Linked DNA regions of Ovis aries: region 2 is linked to region 1. A link is a contact called in public Hi-C data. All regions are on one chromosome and are shown on one strand. The core of a region is the stretch at or near the end of the contact, and the rest is flanking DNA. Distances in the headings are between cores, read along the strand shown.

Region 1 (3,804 bases), core at 560-3,059:
ACATTCTTATAGATACACACACACACACAGGCTTACACACACAGACACAGGTTTTACAAAAGTAGAATTATAATATTAATGGTCTCTGTAATCTGCTTTTTGTACTTAGCAATAGTGCCATGTCGTTAAATATTATTCCCTTCGTAATTTTTGTCTGCCTATTTTTTATTGGAGTATAATTGCTTTACAATGTTATGTTAGTTTCTGCAGTACAACAAAGTGAATCGGCTATATGTGTATACATCTATCCCCTCTCTCTTGAGCGTTCTTCCCATCCCCCCATCCCTCCCCTCTAGGTTGTTGTCTACCTATTAATTCATTTTTGAAGCTCTGTTTAAGTGCACTTGGTAAGCAGTGTAATGTGATAATTTGAAGGATATGCAGAGTGGAATTAACTGTTCCCCTATTGTTGGATATTTACTGTTTTGAGGTTTTATTATGATTGTGAACACTCCCTCATCGGTTTTTCTTTCAGCAGAATCTTTGTGAATAATTATTTTATTGAAATAAAATTACTAATTCAGTGGATATGCATGTATTCAAGCTGTTTTAAAATAAGAACAGCCCCATAGCTTGCTGCCATGTCCTAATTTGTACTTTACCCTTCTTGTAGGAGTATGTCCATTCCTAACACTCTGGGCAATACTGGGCTGGTGTTTCCTTAGGGATTCTGGCTTTCCTAAGAAAAACAGCAGTGAGGTATTTGAGGAGTTTTCACTAATCTGGGGAATTTACAAGTACTTTTTATTTGCTTAGTTGATGTAATTTCTCCAAAATTTGGCTATACTAGCAACAGTGGAAAGAGTCCCATAGTTATTTTAGATACCTAAAATAACTATGGGACTCTTTCCCTTAAGCGGACTTCCCTGGTGGCTCAGATGGTAGAGAATTCACCTGCAATGTAGGAAATCTGGGTTCGAACCCTGGGTCGGGAAGATCCCCCTGAGGAGAGCATGGCAACCCGCTCCAGTATTCTTCCCTGGAGAATTCCATGGACTGAGGAGCCTGGCGGGCAACAGTCCATGGGGTCGCAGAGAGTCAGATATGACTGAGTAACTAAGCACACAGCACAGCAAAGCCCTTAAATAATTGTCCTAAAAACAAACCACATTTGTTGTATAAATTGTCAGTCTCCTCCCCATTCTGTCATATAGATGACACAGATGAGGATGTTCGGGTGTGTGTATAGCTATGTGTGTTGTTTCTATAAATTGTCATTGTTAATATACAAACAGTTTCATGTTAAACTTTGAGGATGCAGATCACTTTCTGCTGGCTGGAGTCAGAGTTGTGATTGTGTGTCAGGTGTGGAAATTCAGTGATGATCTAAATTAAGCATGCAAAAGGATGTCTTGGCCTTGATGTTGCCTGGCACCCACACTTGAGAGTGGGTTTCTAGGTTTTATTCATTTAGCTAAGTATGTATTCTTTGAATGCCAGATACTTCTGATACTGGGTTAGACACAGAACGTGTGTGTTGTTGGGTGGGGAGGGGGAGGACACAGTTGTGCATATGACAGTTTGGGACTATGTGTGACCTTTTTTGTCTTCACACAAAAGGTAAATTTCTTTTTTGAAACTGACTTTGCTAAGCTTCACGGACATGGATTGTTGGCTCTAACTCAGGCTCTTGCTTCTGAGAATTCAGTGTTTCTTATAAACCGTGGTTGTTGTGGAAGGTCCAGGCCAGGCCCAATTGATCAGGGAATCTCTGCCAGCCGCCAAGCGCAGGTCACACCATGCGTGTCCTGTACTTCACCTCGGACAGAGGCCACGAGGAGGAGCCAGCGGCTCCCCAGGCCGAACCAGAAAGAAGCAGCTCTGTGTGGTCCGTGGGCCCCAGCTGAGAAGCTGGCTGAGTCTTCCAGCTCCCTCAGTCTGCCTTCTTGGCGCTGCAGGACACAGAGCTCAGGGAGTTTCAACAGGAGCAGCCCTTCTGGGGCCCTGCCAGGAATTTGCATCACTAATGCCAAAGGGGCCGACCTTCTTGGGCTTTGTTGGGGGTTGTGTGGCAGAAAATTCTTTATGCTGAAACTCCGCCTCCCCATCCCTTTCTGCTTTGTCTCTGTGTCTTTGTTCATGACTCTCATAATAGAAGTAAGAAGGGGTCATACAGCCTGTTTAAAGGAGAGCTTGTCTTCTGCTGGGGAAAGGATGCCACAGCTTGGGCTAAGGTGAGGGGCTTCTGATCACTGTGAAGCATTGTTTTTGGAGAATCATTTGTTCTCCTGATTATGTTTTATTTAAAGTGGATATATATGGAGACAGAGAGAGAGGGAGAAGGAGAAGGAGAGAAAGAGAGAGAACTTCAGATAAAAAACAGACATCACAACAAAAAATTCCTCTTCTGCTTATGTTTCTCTGAAGCCAAGGTGAGGAAGTAGAGAAGTGAGAAACACTGAATTTCTCTCTGTACTCTGGTCAAGAACTTTCTAAACCCAGAATCTGCTACAGGGGTAGCACGCGCACACACACACACACACACACACACACACGCTTATATATACCTAAGGATGCACAGGCCTGAGGCCAGAAGGTTATTTTGAAAAATTGCTTTGATTGCTTTATATATTTCACACACAGACACACACACACACATCTCTGACAAGCATTAATTTTAAAGCAGTTCTCTTAAAAGATTAACTGACCCATAGCAAAACATTTTTAGAGTATATTTGAATAGAAATCAGTTAGAATTGGTCAGTGCCAAACTGGAAGTGGTTAGGAACACTATCCACAGGAGCTAGCTGGGGAGGGAAGAGTCTCTTACAGAGAAGAAGTGGAAACAAGCAAGGGCCTTGTTAGACTGTTAGTCAAGTCTGGTTGCTTGTCCTTAGGTTTCCATTTCCTAACCTGGAGGCCTTTGCAGGTTTCGGGTTTTGGATTGATTATGTAGGCAGCCAGAGTATTAGAGCCGCCTCCTCTAAAGGGTGGCTTGTTCAATTAGTTTAACAGTTCCAAATTTAATGGGAAAGTTGCAAGCTCAAGTTTCACCAGTTGTCCTGATTGTGTCCCTTCCAAAGATCTAATCCCAGAGAGCCCCTTGCACCCAGTTGTCCTGCCTTCTCCTAATTGTTTCAGGAAGGGGGACCTTTTCCAGGTCTGGACAGTAGGTGCTTGTCGAACACTCAAAAATGAATTGTTCTAGGAGACACAGTACTGACAAAATAAAAGAAAAAATACTTAATTGGGAAGGGGTGCCTGGACAGAGAGCAACAAGGTGGTACAGGAACCCAGAATAACTGCTCTGCCTTGTGGACCACAATCTCAGGTTTTATGGTTATGCGTAGTTTCTGGGTTGTCCCTGGGCAATCATCTTGCTTGTGCCCCATATTTGGTCTGACTCAGCATACTTCCTGGTTGTGCGTGCAATCTCTCAGCCAAGATGGATTCCAGCAAGGATTTCGGGAGGTTGGTGGGACATATGGATTGGCTTCTCCACCCTCCTTTGGGCCCCTCCTGAATTCTGGTTAGTTTTTAGTGGCAGCACTTTCTTCCTTACTGGGACCTCCTGTTGCCAGACAACTCATGTAAGTTTCAACCACTGGTTCCCTAGTATAATCTCTTGTAGTCTGGAGCTATTCCTTAATCTTTCCTGTTCTCTCACGGCTTTGACACTTTCAAGATCATAGGTCAGCCATCTTTAGAATATTCTCCAATTGAGGTTTATTAAAAAGTAGTTAATTAAAAGGTAATTATCATGGAAAGGTAAAAGCATGGCTTTCATACAGATATAAAACTGAGCATATGTTACGACAATGTATGTTATTCATTGATATGAGGGAACTGGGCAGATGTTCTCAC
Region 2 (3,804 bases), core at 831-3,330, 35 kb after region 1:
CATGCACCCATCTTTCTCCTGAAGTGGTTCCACCCACCTTCATGCCCCGTGCTTCCAAATGAGGTCTTCTGAGGTTCTACTTGGCATCATGATGAGGGTGGGGTGGGTAAATTAGGTTATTTGCTGTTACTTTCTTCCTTTGTTTAAAAAAGTTTCACTCATGAACCATCTCCCTAGCATGTCATCCGAGCTCAGCGGGCCATCAACAATGAAATGGCACACCAGCTGTACGTGCTGCAGGTGCTGACCTTTAACCTTTTGGAAGATAGGATGATGACCAAGATGGACCCACAGGACCAGGTGAGTGCTCATTAGACAACAGTCGAAGCATATGAGGGAAAGAACATCCTTAAAGGTCTTTTCTTGAGCTTCTTAGAAACCAGGAGGCTTTTGATGATGATGATATTATTATCATCTCAGAACTTAGGGAAATGGATTTAAAATTTTGGTGAATCTAGAATCAGAGAGGGCTTCTCTGACAGCTCAGTGGGTAAAAACTCCTCTTGCAATGCAGAAGACACAGGAGACAGGAGTTCAATCCCTGGGTCAGGAAGATCTCCTGGAGTAGGAAATAGCAACTCACTCCAATATTCTTGCCTGGAAAATTCCATGGACAGAGGAGCCAGGCAGGCTATAGTCCAAAGGGTCGCAAATAGTTGGACATAACTAAGTGACTAAGCATGCATAGGATCATAGAATAAAATAAATGAATTGTTTTGTTAATGTATCGAACACATGCAGACTCTTTCCTTATTGGATAAGAAAGCCTGACGTCGCATGACTACAAATACTGACACTTGGCTCCAGTGCTTTCATTGGTGATAGCTTTGGAGTCAAGTCCCCAGGACACAGAGCCACTTGGCAGCTCTGGTGATATGGCTTCTACAGGCTGAGAGAGTATTTCCATTCTCCAGTGGTCAGAGCCATCGAGGCCCCAGGTTACATCTGATTTCTGGGCTTCCATTTCTGTCGGTTGGCTCTCTGCTATAGATCTCTCTAGGTCTCTGGCTGTTGTGCTTGAGAGGTTAAGTCTTGATCCAAAAGGCTCTGGGGGAACTTTACTGTGTGAAGACAGAGTGAGAGGAAACAGCTGGGAGCGCTGCTGTAGCATATTTGCAGCTTAAACAGCGCTGCAGCTTTGGAAAGGAAAACACTCGTTATTGGCACGTGAGGGTCTGATCTCTGGCAGATGTGGACACACATGCGAAGTGTGTAACCGCCGCAGCACTTCGTTTGTGGCGTGAGGCCACGCGATTCAGAATGATCCAGAGGCTTCCAGCGGCCGTCTAACGTGCCCCACACTTCTGGCAAGGCCAAGTGCAATCATCACAGAGAGATGAGACTGCCTTATGACTTTTAGTTCGAAAGGCAATGCGTCCAGAGGTGGAACAGCCCTCCCTTCTTGAAAACCTCCTCCTATTTATGTAAAAGATACATGCCTTTTTCTTATTGTGGTTAAACGTGCATCACAGAACCTTTACCGTTTTAACCATTTTTCAGATTTGTCTCTATGAAGTCACTTCTCAGTGGAGTTAGGGATCCCGTATCACCTACCTATTGTTCTTAAACCTTATGTGCGTCTCACTTTATTTCTGACAGTACAGGACTTCAAGATCCTCTAACTTGGCTTTTTCCAATCACAAGCCTTCCATCATATTTGGGGCCCTCATTGAGAATGTCACAGGGCAGTTGATACCAGAGCTTCAGGGGGCTTGGCCATGAGGATAATTGTGGAATAAAGCCAGGGCTGACCAGCAGGGAGAGTGGCAGGAGGGGGGAAAAAGTTCACAGAGCTGTAACTTAGAACACTGGTTGCCCTTTATCTGTTTTCCTTTTGCCTGTACCCAGTGATTCATTTAGACCCTGGGGAATGAGGGAGCAGATGAAACATCACAGAATGAAGGCAGCTCTCTCTCCCTCCCTTTTTTTTCCTTCCTAAACCCTTCAGGCTCAGCGGGACATCATATTTGAACTTCGAAGAATTGCTTTTGATGCAGAGTCTGAACCAAATAACAGCAGTGGCAGCATGGAGAAGCGCAAGTCCATGTACACCCGGGATTATAAAAAACTTGGCTTCATAGTAAGTAAGCCATCTCCAGTGAGCTCTCTCCTTCCAGCCCCCAGGGGCCTGACCTCAGCCTCATAAGCGATGTCTCCTCTGAGCGTGTGGTCCTCCTGTGCCTTGCAGAATAGTTCCCACATTTTCCAGATGTTTAGCTGGTTTGAACAGGATCACATGAAAGTCTCCTCTGGCTGCAGCGGAGTGGAATAACTTGTACAAGTGTGACTAATACTGAGCTTGTTTATTCAGTTCTGATTAAGTGTAACCAAGAGTAGTTAGCCCGGAAAGCATCTAGACTTCGTTAGATCTACTTCACAGGAGGCTGAAGATTCTGTTTAAATTAAACAGGTGATGGCAATTGTGAGAGAAACCTTATTTGGGACTGGTGACTGGGTTATTCGCATATGCCGATTCCATATCACAATCGGATTGAGAGTCTCCTGAAATTTAATCATGGTGTGACATGCAGTTTATATTGTCCTAAAAGTTTTGTCTTGCTATGGATGCTAATTAGTTACCACCTAGATTTTCTTTTTACTTAGTTTGCAGATCAGAACACAGCCTTGTCCTGAATATAATCTGTTGTTTTTGTTTCTGCTTCCGGTCCATTTTTGCTTTCATCATTATCACATTTCTATATGACCTTTGGCTTATTAACCTCAAATTCTGCAGGTGTAAATTTGGGTTTCTTTTTACCTCCTTCATAACCAACATGAATCAGACTTTTGTCTTCAGTAATTAGAAATCATCGGGCATTATTTTATAACTGCAAATACTCTTTCCTTGAATATACTTACACACACACTAATGTTAATATTCATTTGTACACATTGGTATTTATGCTTTATTGTTATTTGGAAAACCTTATCTTTTATGGGAATTCTTTGAAAATGTTTCCACATCAGTTATATGCATTGTTTTCATTGCTAAAGAGTTGTTTTTATATGAGTGTACTACAGTTTATTTAGCCAAGCTCTTTTACTGAGTATTTCAGTGTTTTAAAATTATAGATGAGTCAGCAATTAACATCTTTGCCTCTCGGTATTGATGTACATCCTTGATCATGTCATTAGGATAAATCCATGAAACTAACATTTCTATGATATATATTTTTAAAGCTTTTGATATCATCAAATTGCTTTCCATAAACACTGGGTAATTTCTACTTTAACCATTGGTGCATCAGAGTAACTTTTTTATAAACCTCTCTAATAATATTTGTAAAACTAGAAAAAAAATAATAATTTGATGTTATTCCTTTTTTACTGGTAGTCTTAACATGTTTTTTCTAAGAAGAACACTTCTGAAGCATTGTATTCAGCTTTGCAACTTGCTTTACAGAGCTTCATTTTTATGCTGTCATATCCCAAATTTTGACTTTGACCTTCCATTTAATCTTTTAGCTGAATCTGTTTTTCTAAATTTTAGCAAAAAACTCCAAGACTGATGGAGAGGTGAGAGTCCCTGTGCTTGGTGTGTGTCGATGATCAAGGTTCCAAGGTGGCCCTGGTCCTGCTCTCACCCACCGGTGTGTTGGCAGACTCTTTGCTAGGAGTTGCCTGTCGAATTGTGGATGCAGCTCACATTCTACCTCTCTGACAGTTCCTTCCAGGTTTTACTTTAATGCGTTGAGTGAGGAAAGTGAAAGTGAAAGTTAGTCGCCCAGTCCTGTCTGACTCTTTGTGACCCCGTGGACTGGAGCCTGCCAGGCTCTTATGACCATGGAATTATCCAGACAAGAA

What was found. Hi-C and Micro-C count contacts between places; a contact is called where the count stands out from the background.
Region 2: a Hi-C map of hypothalamus shows a contact between it and region 1, with 3 times the contacts expected there. The contact joins two enhancer-like sites. A contact is called at or near these places in 3 of 16 Hi-C or Micro-C datasets (hypothalamus, skin fibroblasts and tail adipose tissue).

The regions. Positions count from the first base shown.
Region 1 is chr4:61,654,127-61,657,930 of ARS-UI_Ramb_v3.0, forward strand. The region is part of intron 7 of ELMO1 (engulfment and cell motility 1); the gene reads left to right. Among named protein-coding and RNA genes, the nearest start is that of ELMO1, 190 kb to the left of the region's middle. Within about 2 kb of position 1,810, at least 18 of the 54 cell types and tissues checked have an H3K27ac peak or open chromatin away from gene starts, as enhancers often do. A contact at or near this core is called in hypothalamus, where this site is marked.
Region 2 is chr4:61,689,276-61,693,079 of ARS-UI_Ramb_v3.0, forward strand. It overlaps ELMO1 (engulfment and cell motility 1), which reads left to right. Exons shown (of 23, transcript XM_060414767.1): 13 at 178-300; 14 at 1,949-2,080. Among named protein-coding and RNA genes, the nearest start is that of ELMO1, 230 kb to the left of the region's middle. Within about 2 kb of position 2,081, at least 4 of the 54 cell types and tissues checked have an H3K27ac peak or open chromatin away from gene starts, as enhancers often do. A contact at or near this core is called in hypothalamus, where this site is marked.